2 separate regions of the Pan troglodytes genome follow, and region 1 is linked to region 2. The links are chromatin contacts, called in public HiChIP or PLAC-seq maps. All regions are on one chromosome and are shown on one strand. Each heading gives the region's core, a stretch centred on a gene start, on an enhancer-like site or on the middle of the called end of the contact. The rest is flanking DNA. Distances are from core to core; before and after follow the strand shown. Region 1 holds the start of STK11IP (serine/threonine kinase 11 interacting protein). Region 2 holds the start of TMEM198 (transmembrane protein 198).

Evidence for each region. HiChIP or PLAC-seq counts read pairs in DNA pulled down with a chosen protein or histone mark.
Region 1: a contact with region 2 is called in an H3K4me3 HiChIP or PLAC-seq map of stem cell-derived excitatory neurons, with 5 times the contacts expected there. The contact joins the promoter of STK11IP here to the promoter of TMEM198 in region 2. A contact is called at or near these places in 1 of 7 Hi-C or Micro-C datasets (stem cell-derived neural progenitor cells) and 1 of 1 datasets of contacts at active chromatin or transcription factors (stem cell-derived excitatory neurons).

What each region holds. Positions count from the first base shown.
Region 1 is chr13:121,856,328-121,861,205 of NHGRI_mPanTro3-v2.0_pri, reverse strand. STK11IP (serine/threonine kinase 11 interacting protein) reads right to left here and starts at 1,854. Exons shown (of 25, transcript XM_009444388.5): 1 at 1,765-1,854; 2 at 1,483-1,569. The coding sequence starts at 1,543.
Region 2 is chr13:121,802,643-121,807,076 of NHGRI_mPanTro3-v2.0_pri, reverse strand. It overlaps TMEM198 (transmembrane protein 198), which reads right to left and starts at 1,539. Exons shown (of 5, transcript XM_009444387.4): 1 at 1,058-1,539; 2 at 541-710. The coding sequence starts at 706. It overlaps CHPF (chondroitin polymerizing factor), which reads left to right and starts at 1,459. Exons shown (of 4, transcript XM_003309469.6): 1 at 1,459-2,208; 2 at 3,242-3,815; 3 at 4,306-4,434. The coding sequence starts at 1,895.

The DNA.
Region 1 (4,878 bases), core at 605-3,104, 54 kb before region 2:
AATCAAGATACAAAACTATTCTGCTGCCACAAAGCTCTTCTCCTGCTACCTCCTTGTAGTCACACATTCACACACCCACTATTCATCACTGAATAAATTAACAAGTCCTACAACCTGACATGAAGGATTCTGTATGTACTAGACACTGAGGATAGATACAGACATGGTTCAAGGACTCTTCCCACGTTCAAAGGGCCTCCTAGTTGTCTCCTCCCAGAGAAGGATATAAGACATTTGCAAAGTTATCAATACAAGCCAGGAAATAAAACTGCTACTGGCCAGGTGCTGTGGCTCACGACTTTAATCCTAGCACTTTGGGAGGCCAAGGCAGGTTAATCACTTGAGGTCAGGAGTTCAAGACCAACCTGGCCAACATGGTGAAACCCTGTCTCTACTAAAAATACAAAAATTAGCCGGTCATGGTGGTGCACACCTGTAGTCCCAGCTACTCAGGAGGCTGAGGCAGGAGAATCACTTCGTCCCAGGAGGTGGAGGTTGCAGTGAGCTGAGATTGCGCCACTGCACTCCAGCCTGGGTGACACAGCAAGACTCTGTCTCAAAAAAAAGAAAAGAAAGAAAAGAAAACTGCTATAAAGAGAGCTTCCACAGATATCGTCAATAGGAGCATGGAGTGATGGAGGACAGCTAACATTAACTGTAGTATGTACCAGATGACTTTGGTATCTCATTCAAACCTTCTCAGAATCTCTCAAAGAGAAGCACTATTAACCCCATCTTACAGATATGAAAATTGAGGTTCAAAAAAGTGAAAAATCTTGATGGAGATCATATAATTGGTAGGAAGTTACTTCTCCTATCTGATCTCAAAGCCAAGGCTTTTTCTACCACAACTAATGCCAACCAAGTATTCAACAACTACTGTGGCTCCACTATGCCCAGGCACAGTGCCAAGCATCAGGGAAATCATTACAATAACAATAGCTCCCAACTGTAAGCAGTTACTATACTTGCAGGCATTGTACTAAATACATGAATTAAAACGAATCCCCACAAATGTTAAGTACAATCACTATGCCAATCTGTGAGGAAAACTGAGCCTCAGGAAACAGTATGGCAAGTTTGAAAGAGGGTTGATATTCCAACCCAAGTGGGTCCGACTCCAAATCTCGTGCTTCTATCTACTGTACTTAGTACCTTGCTACACAATAATGATTATGATCGAGATCAGTCCCTGGTCCTGAGGGGCTTTTAGTCAGGTAATGATCACTTCCTTCTGACAGTGTCAGAAGGCACGGAGGGAGGGATACCGCCCTTTGGCCTCAAAAGACGGCTAGAGTTTAGGCTATCACAGGCAAAGGACACTGTACGGGCGAACAAACCTGGGAAAAGTAAAGAAATTGAACTCTGACACCTGGTGACCCTACCAGTCGTAACTCCATGACTCTCAGGGCGTGTCTCCAGAAAGCACCACCCCTACCTCGTCCGAGGTCCGAGGCCCAGCCCAACCGGAAGTCCACTCACCGGACTCCCGCAGCAACCCCGCGAGCTTCCACACCAGGGAGTCCCTCTGAGCGGTCGTCATGGCCACGGGACGCTGGGGGGCGGAGCCTGGGGGGGAAAGAGGAAGCGGAAGAGCCTCAGGTGGGCGGTAGTGCCAAAAGCCCACGGCGTCCGCGCAAACCGAGGCGTCATGCGGAGAAAAAGGCGAGCAAGGAAAGAGAGGAAGAGCATCCTCCTGGCCGCCCTTTCGAGGAACATAAGTCCTGGTCAGACATACCGAACCTCCCCGTCTGGTCCTCCTACCAGCTCAGCTGCCCGGCGCCTATCAATGATGGAAAGGAAGTCCCGCCCCGGAAGAAAAGCGAGCCAAGGGACGACCGGAAAACATGCCTCTGCCGCCGGAAACCGCGCCGTAGGTTATGCAAACGAATCGAAAAGGGGCGGTGCGGGGGCTGTCTCCTGACCGCGGTGGTGGCTGCAGTGGTTCCCTGGGCTTCCTGGCCCGGAGCTGGGCTCCCATTATTCCCCCGCCCTGCGCAGCCTGGGGCTCCCGCTTGGCTTTCGGCGAGCCTACCGCGCCGGTGAGGAAACCCTGACTCGTTTGCAAACTGGGCGGGGAAGCAAAGTTTAGAGAAATGGAGCTTTGTTAGATAAAAATTTTTTCAAAGCAAACAGTCATTTTCCAGTGAAAGGAGAGCGTATTCGCCGTAGGATGGACTTAGATCGTGTAAAAGCTGAGGCTACCGAGGATATAACCTCCGGGGTCCTTTGCCTCCTTTTCCTTAGACTCCCTCCAAACTCGTGTATCTTTCCTTCAGCAGTACTGGGCTCCACGCGAACCTAGTCCTTTGTCTTTACCCTATTACCTTTCATAACATCCTAGTTGAAAAGTAGTTATTCAACCGCGTTTGAAAATGAGAACAGGTTCACAGAGGCTAGGTTACTTGCGAAGTTCGTTCAATTAGTAACCAGTAGCGCCAGGACTGCCAGTTTCTTGCTTCCGAATTCTCATGATAGCTTTCACCAGGCTCCCCGTCAAATGCTAACGTCAACTACTGAACTAGATTAGCAAAAAGGTCTTTTAACAGAATTCCTGGTTTTCAGGGAGAGTTTCTTTCATGAAGCGCCCCATTTCTACAGAGGAAAATCAAAATGAATCCTAAGCCAGTTGAAAGGAGGAATAGGGTCATAGTCATCTTTATCCCCAGTTGCCAGATTTGAAAGATTTTATTTTCTAAAGACAAAATATTTGAAATGGCAAATATTTCAAATATTTTGAATATTTGAACCACACAATTTCGCATTCATGGCATACTACTTGTGCTCTGAGCTGAAAGCCTTTTAGGTTAAATAAAGTAAGTGGAGATACATCCGAAGCAGTGTTGAGCTCAGAAAAACAATACCCCAAAATACGGCGCTTTGGTGTGCTGACTATTTTGAACTAAAAGAGACTGGAAGGCCTCAGGCACAGTCTCTCCGACCTTTTCCTGCCCTCCTGTCTCCCAGCCTTCTTTCTTCCCCAAGGCAAGCCATAGAAACCGGAATTCCTCTTCCCCAAGATGAGTCACAGAAACTAGAAGCCCTCTCCCCCAAAGCCAGCCATAAAACCTAAACTTCCCCCACCTTTCTACGTAAGAGCTGGCCGTGGCCTGGCGCGGTGGCTCACGCCTGTAATCCCAGCACTTTGGGAGGCCGAGGCCAGCGGATCACCAGAGGTCGGGAGTTCGAGACCAGCCCAACCAACATGGAGAAACCCTGTGTCTTCTAAAAATACAAAATTAGCCGGGCGTGGTAGTGCATGCCTGTAATCCCAGCTATTCGGGAGGCTGAGGCAGGAGAATCGCTTGAACCCGGGAGACAGAGGTTGCTGTGAACCGAAATCACGCCATTGCACTCCAGACTGGGCAACAGGAGGGAAACTCAGTCCAAAAAACAAGCTGGCCGTAAAGAACTTCTCTGGCCTACCTTGTCTGATAGTAGGCCGTAAGACCCTCATTCTGGAAGAGATCCTGCCTCATACCTGGGAGGAAGGAATGCTACACAGAAAGACCTTGTTGGGTTTCCAGCTGCTGTCTGTTACTATTAAGTGGCACACTTTTTGCCCAACCACATTACTGCAGGCTGTCCATTTTTCATAGAATCTAAGCATTAAAAGCAAGTTTTCCCTGGCTCTTTGGGTAGCCATTTCTGAAGGCTCCCATGTCATGTAAAACTTTGATTAAATAAACTTCTTAGTTTATTTTAGATTTTTCTCTTAACCTATCTTTTGTTATACGAGCTCTGACCCTTATGATGTGGAAGAAAGGCATCACAACTTTTCAGCCCCCACAACAGCTAACTAGTATGCAAATATAAAGTCAGAGTAAAAGCTCAGTATATTTTGTTGAATTATTAATCCCATAACCTGACAATTGTCAGTCCCTGTTTATTAATCACCTGGAACTTAGAAGGGCAGATTCTCCCAAACAGTAACTGCCAACTCTACCCCTCTTAGGCAAGAAACAGATTCTTTTCAAGTCACTGACATTGCAGTGTCTTGAAATCTGTTTCAGCCATGCCTTTTCAACCCATAGTTATTTTCTGAGAATTGCTCCACCCACATGGGTAGCCCCTGTAGCCAGGTTTGCTCTATATCCCTTTGCTTCTCAGAAACGTGGAAGTGGACAAAGGGAGAAGCAAAGAAAGCTGAACTACAGAGGGAGAGAAAAATAGATCTACTAAGGGAAAGCAACAGGAGACTCCGTAGTTCTTGTTTCCCTCCCCCTTGTGAGGCCCACTCTCCTTTCTACCCTTGGCCTGTAGGGGAGGCCTTGGCTGCCTTCCAGAGAATTCTCCCCCGCTTTTTTTTTGGCCTAAGTTAATCTGAATGTATTTCTGTAAATTGCTACCATAAGAACTTCAACTAAGACAAAACCTTTACAAAATGAAGTCTAGATTAGCAAATCTAAAAGGGAAAAAAATTCCCATTCATCATAGCAGCCAAAAAATCAATAAATTATAGATATAAATACAAATACACACATGCTTATAATATTTTGAGAAATATGCCAGATCTATGTGAAGAGAACAAGAGAACTTTAGGACATTAAAAATGACCCAGCCAGGCACAGTGGCTCACACCCAAAATCCCAGCACTTTGGGAGGCCAAGGCAAGTGAATCACTTGAGGTTAGGAGTTCGAGATCAGCCTGGCCAACATGGTGAAACCCTGTCTCTACTAAAAGTACAAAAATTAGCCAGGCGTGGTCGCAGGCACCTGTAATCCCAGCTACTCTGGAGGCTGAAGCAGGAGAATCACTTGAACCCGGGAGGCGGAGGTTGCAGTGAGCTGAGATGGCGCCATTGCACTCCAGCCTGGGCAGCAAAAGCAAAACTCCTTCTCAAAAAAAAAAAAAATTCTCTTTATTAAAATGGTGTG
Region 2 (4,434 bases), core at 290-2,789:
GGAGCCTGCCTTGTAGGCTGGATGGATGTGTGTGACCACCATCCAGCCCACTCTAATATGTATCCCGGGTGTAAATGCTCCAGGGAGTCTCCTCCCTGTCAGACAGTATGCCCTGTGGTAAGGGACCATGTGTAATAACCCTGCTAAGTGTTTTCAGTGGCTACCTAGCACAGTTACCCAAACACATCCTCACCACAATAGCTACAATTTATTGAATGCTTACTAATTCTCACAACACTACATGAGACAAATATTGTGATCATTGTTCAGATGAGAAAACTGAGGCTCAGACAGATTAATGTGCCCAAGACATCACAATTAGTAACTGCAAAGCTAAGTAAATTCACACTCAGGTGTGCCTAATCCAAAAACCTGTTTTTCCTATAATCTAGAGTCTAGACAATCTATAAATGTGTGGGATGAAAGAAAAGGAAGAATTATTCATGATGGTAGAGGGATTCAGAGAAGACTTGGGGGCCCAGAAAAAGAACTCGGGGAAACACTGGGGAGCCCAGGTGAGGGATGAGATGGGGATCTCACCGAAGAAGCAGTAGACGACTCCAAACAAACAGCACATGATGCAGACGAGGGCCGGCAGTGCCTGGTACCTGCGCTCCAGGGGCTGTTCACAAGGTGCACCCCAGAAGGCATCATCTGGCTCAGGGGGCAGCAGCTGGAACCGCAGTGTTGCCACAGTCCCCGGCATAGTGCTGGGAATAGAAGGGAGTCACCCTCCCAAGTTAACCTGACAGAGGGAAAGTTGGGGTCACGGAGGAGTCCTGGGTCCCCACCAGGATGGGGGTGGGAGAGGGATTGGGAGAACTCAGCAAGGACAGTGGACAAAGGAGTGGTATCCACATTTGTGCAGCTCTGGAAGCATCTCTGGAGTGGGGAGCAAAGACAAAGGGAAACAAAAGTGCCTGGCTAGTGGAGGCTGGGATGAAGTTAAAAGAGGGACGGGAGTCAGGGGGGATGAAGGGAGAGTGCTGCCAGTGAGAAGGAGGCAGCCAAGAGATTCATCTGTGGGCGGCTCAATATGGGATTGTCCAAGATTTACCTGGGCTGGAGGCGACCTGAGCTTCTGAGTGAAAGAGGCTGTGCAGAGGCCCGAGGGGCCGGGGTTGCGGGGCGCCAGAGGCTCCAACTGACTGGGGTCCAGGGAAAGTCCGTCGTGCGAGGAAGGGGGCTGCTGGGCCGGAGAGAATGGTGTCGGCGCGGTGGTGGCGCCGCTCCACGTCCAACACCGGCTGGCACTCCAGTCCCGCGACGTCCAGGAACTCGGGCTGGGCCTGAGGAAGGGGAAGGCGCAGGAGCCGGGGCTCGGGCCGCCCCAGAACCGCGGCCCCATGCCCTGAGCCCGCCCGCGGCCTTTGGTGCTGATGGACAGCTCCGGCCTCTGCTCCTGACGTCACTCGGCGCACCATCCAGGCAGGGGCGGGCTGCTTCTGACGTCACCTGGGACGCACCAACCACGCCGCGGGAGGCAGGGGACTCCGCCCCCGGCGTCTCCCTCTCCCGCACTGAGGAGGGGGCACTTCCGGGGGTCCTTCCCCTTTAACCTCCCACTTCTCCTCCCTCTCCGGTAGCGAGAGCCCGAGACCCCACCCCGGGGGCGGGGCCCTTGCAGTGACACGTCGGACAGCTGCGGCCGCGGCTGAGGCTCCAGTGCCGAGCGCAAGAACCCTGCGCAGCCCAGAGCAGCTGCTGGAGGGGAATCGAGGCGCGGCTCCGGGGATTCGGCTCGGGCCGCTGGCTCTGCTCTGCGGGGAGGGAGCGGGCCCGCCCGCGGGGCCCGAGCCCTCCGGATCCGCCCCCTCCCCGGTCCCGCCCCCTCGGAGCCTCCTCTGGCTGCTCTGGGGCTTCGCCGGGGCCCGGGACCCGCGGTCCGGGCGCCATGCGGGCATCGCTGCTGCTGTCGGTGCTGCGGCCCGCAGGGCCCGTGGCCGTGGGCATCTCCCTGGGCTTCACCTTGAGCCTGCTCAGCGTCACCTGGGTGGAGGAGCCGTGTGGCCCAGGCCCGCCCCAAACTGGAGACTCTGAGCTGCCGCCGCGCGGCAACACCAACGCGGCGCGCCGGCCCAACTCGGTGCAGCCCGGAGCGGAGCGCGAGAAGCCCGGGGCCGGCGAAGGCGCCGGGGAGAATTGGGAGCCGCGCGTCTTGCCCTACCACCCCGCACAGCCCGGCCAGGCCGCCAAAAAGGCCGTCAGGTAGTGATCGGCTGCGCCCGCTCTACCCCCTGGGCAGCGGCCGGGAAGCGCGCGGGGAAGTCGCCCGGGCCCGGGTCGGGCTCCGGAAGGAAGGGGCTGGCGAGCCAGGAAGTCTTTGGGCCCCGATAACTTCCGATGGCCCTGCCTTCCCGAGAGCCGTGGGGCCAGTCCGAGACTTTCTCTGGGCCCTATCCCGGCCTGGGCTGAACTTACTAATCTCTGTCCTAAACTGGCTCGACCCGATGGCACCCCAGAGATCCTACTAGCTCCCTGGCTGGGCTGCTGGTGTTAGAGAAATGATTTGTATATAGGGTGAGTGTATAGAGACAGGGAAAGAGAAAGGAGAGAACTAGGATTTACCTGGATCTCTTGTTCCTGAGTGGGTTACAAGGGCCACCTCAGGGTGAGATGGGGGAGGGAGGAATGTACCTATCTCATTAATGTCTCTGCTGATGAGTTGAAATAACTTCTAAGTAACATTGGGTTCAAATGCTGGTTCTGCAATTTACCTTCTGCCTTACCAAAAGGTAAGTTCCTAGAGCCCCTGAGTGCAGTTTGCCCCTCCCCGCAAAAACACTCAGTACACCCCTATGCCAAACGTTTCTTTATATCATTTATGTGAGGCATTTGTGGCATAATGGCATATTTATATAGAAATGAGTAGATACATGGTGTGTCCAGCGTTTGGCTGGGTGCTTTAAACAGATATAATCAGTCCCATTTTACAGATGGCTCAGGTTAAATAACATGCTCAAGGACATAACTACTAAGTAGCGAACCCCGGAGTCAGACCCACAATATCTCTCTCCTATCTGGGTGGGTATTGCCATCTCCCAAATGCAAAGCACTACCTGTTTAAGACCATTTCGTTTAAATCCTCATGACCCCTGGGAGAGAGGGTTTATTTTTAACCTATTCATAGGTGAGAAAACAGATACAGAGAAGATGTGACCTGCCAGGGTCTGTGCTGACCACTCCCCCCACCCCCCGCCCCGTTGTCTTTTTGATAAGCTTGTGCCATCTCCTCCCCTAGGACCCGCTACATCAGCACGGAGCTGGGCATCAGGCAGAGGCTGCTGGTGGCGGTGCTGACCTCTCAGGCCACGCTGCCCACGCTGGGCGTGGCCGTGAATCGCACGCTGGGGCACCGGCTGGAGCGTGTGGTGTTCCTGACGGGCGCACGGGGCCGCCGGGCCCCACCTGGCATGGCAGTGGTGACGCTGGGCGAGGAGCGACCCATCGGACACCTGCACCTGGCGCTGCGCCACCTGCTGGAGCAGCACGGCGACGACTTTGACTGGTTCTTCCTGGTGCCTGACACCACCTACACCGAGGCGCACGGCCTGGCACGCCTAACTGGCCACCTCAGCCTGGCCTCCGCCGCCCACCTGTACCTGGGCCGGCCCCAGGACTTCATCGGCGGAGAGCCCACCCCCGGCCGCTACTGCCACGGAGGCTTTGGGGTGCTGCTGTCGCGCATGCTGCTGCAGCAACTGCGCCCCCACCTGGAAGGCTGCCGCAACGACATCGTCAGTGCGCGCCCTGACGAGTGGCTGGGTCGCTGCATTCTCGATGCCACCGGGGTGGGCTGCACTGGTGACCACGAGGTGGGACGATAAGCTATCCCACTGATACCTCCTTGTCATGTTCAAATCCCTCTGAGAGGCAAAGGGATGTTGGAGATACAGGCCTGCTTTTCCATGCCAATTCGGACATTTATTTTCTATCTCTGTGACCCCCAGTAAATTACTAAATATCCTGGGCTTCAGTATCTTCCTTTGTGCCAATGGAAATAATTATTGCTCGGGGTTGTTACAAGGATTAGAAAAAATCAGGGAGCCTTGTACATAATAGGCATTTGATGTTAGTTATTATTTTAGCCCTTGGACAGCTCTGAGACAGGACGCATGCCCATTTCGCAGATGAGCTAGCGGAGGCATGCTGAAGGTCACACAGACTCACAACTGGTCAGGGTAGACTTAAACCCTCAGACTGCAAGTCCACAACAGGTCATAGGCTGAGGAGATGAGACACTTACTATGAGACAACGGAAGACAATGCCAGCTCATCACAGATCCCTTCCCTTCCTCTCCCCAGGGGGTGCACTATAGCCATCTGGAGCTGAGCCCTGGGGAGCCAGTGCAGGAGGGGGACCCTCGTTTCCGAAGTGCCCTGACAGCCCACCCTGTGCGTGACCCTGTGCACATGTACCAGCTGCACAAGGCT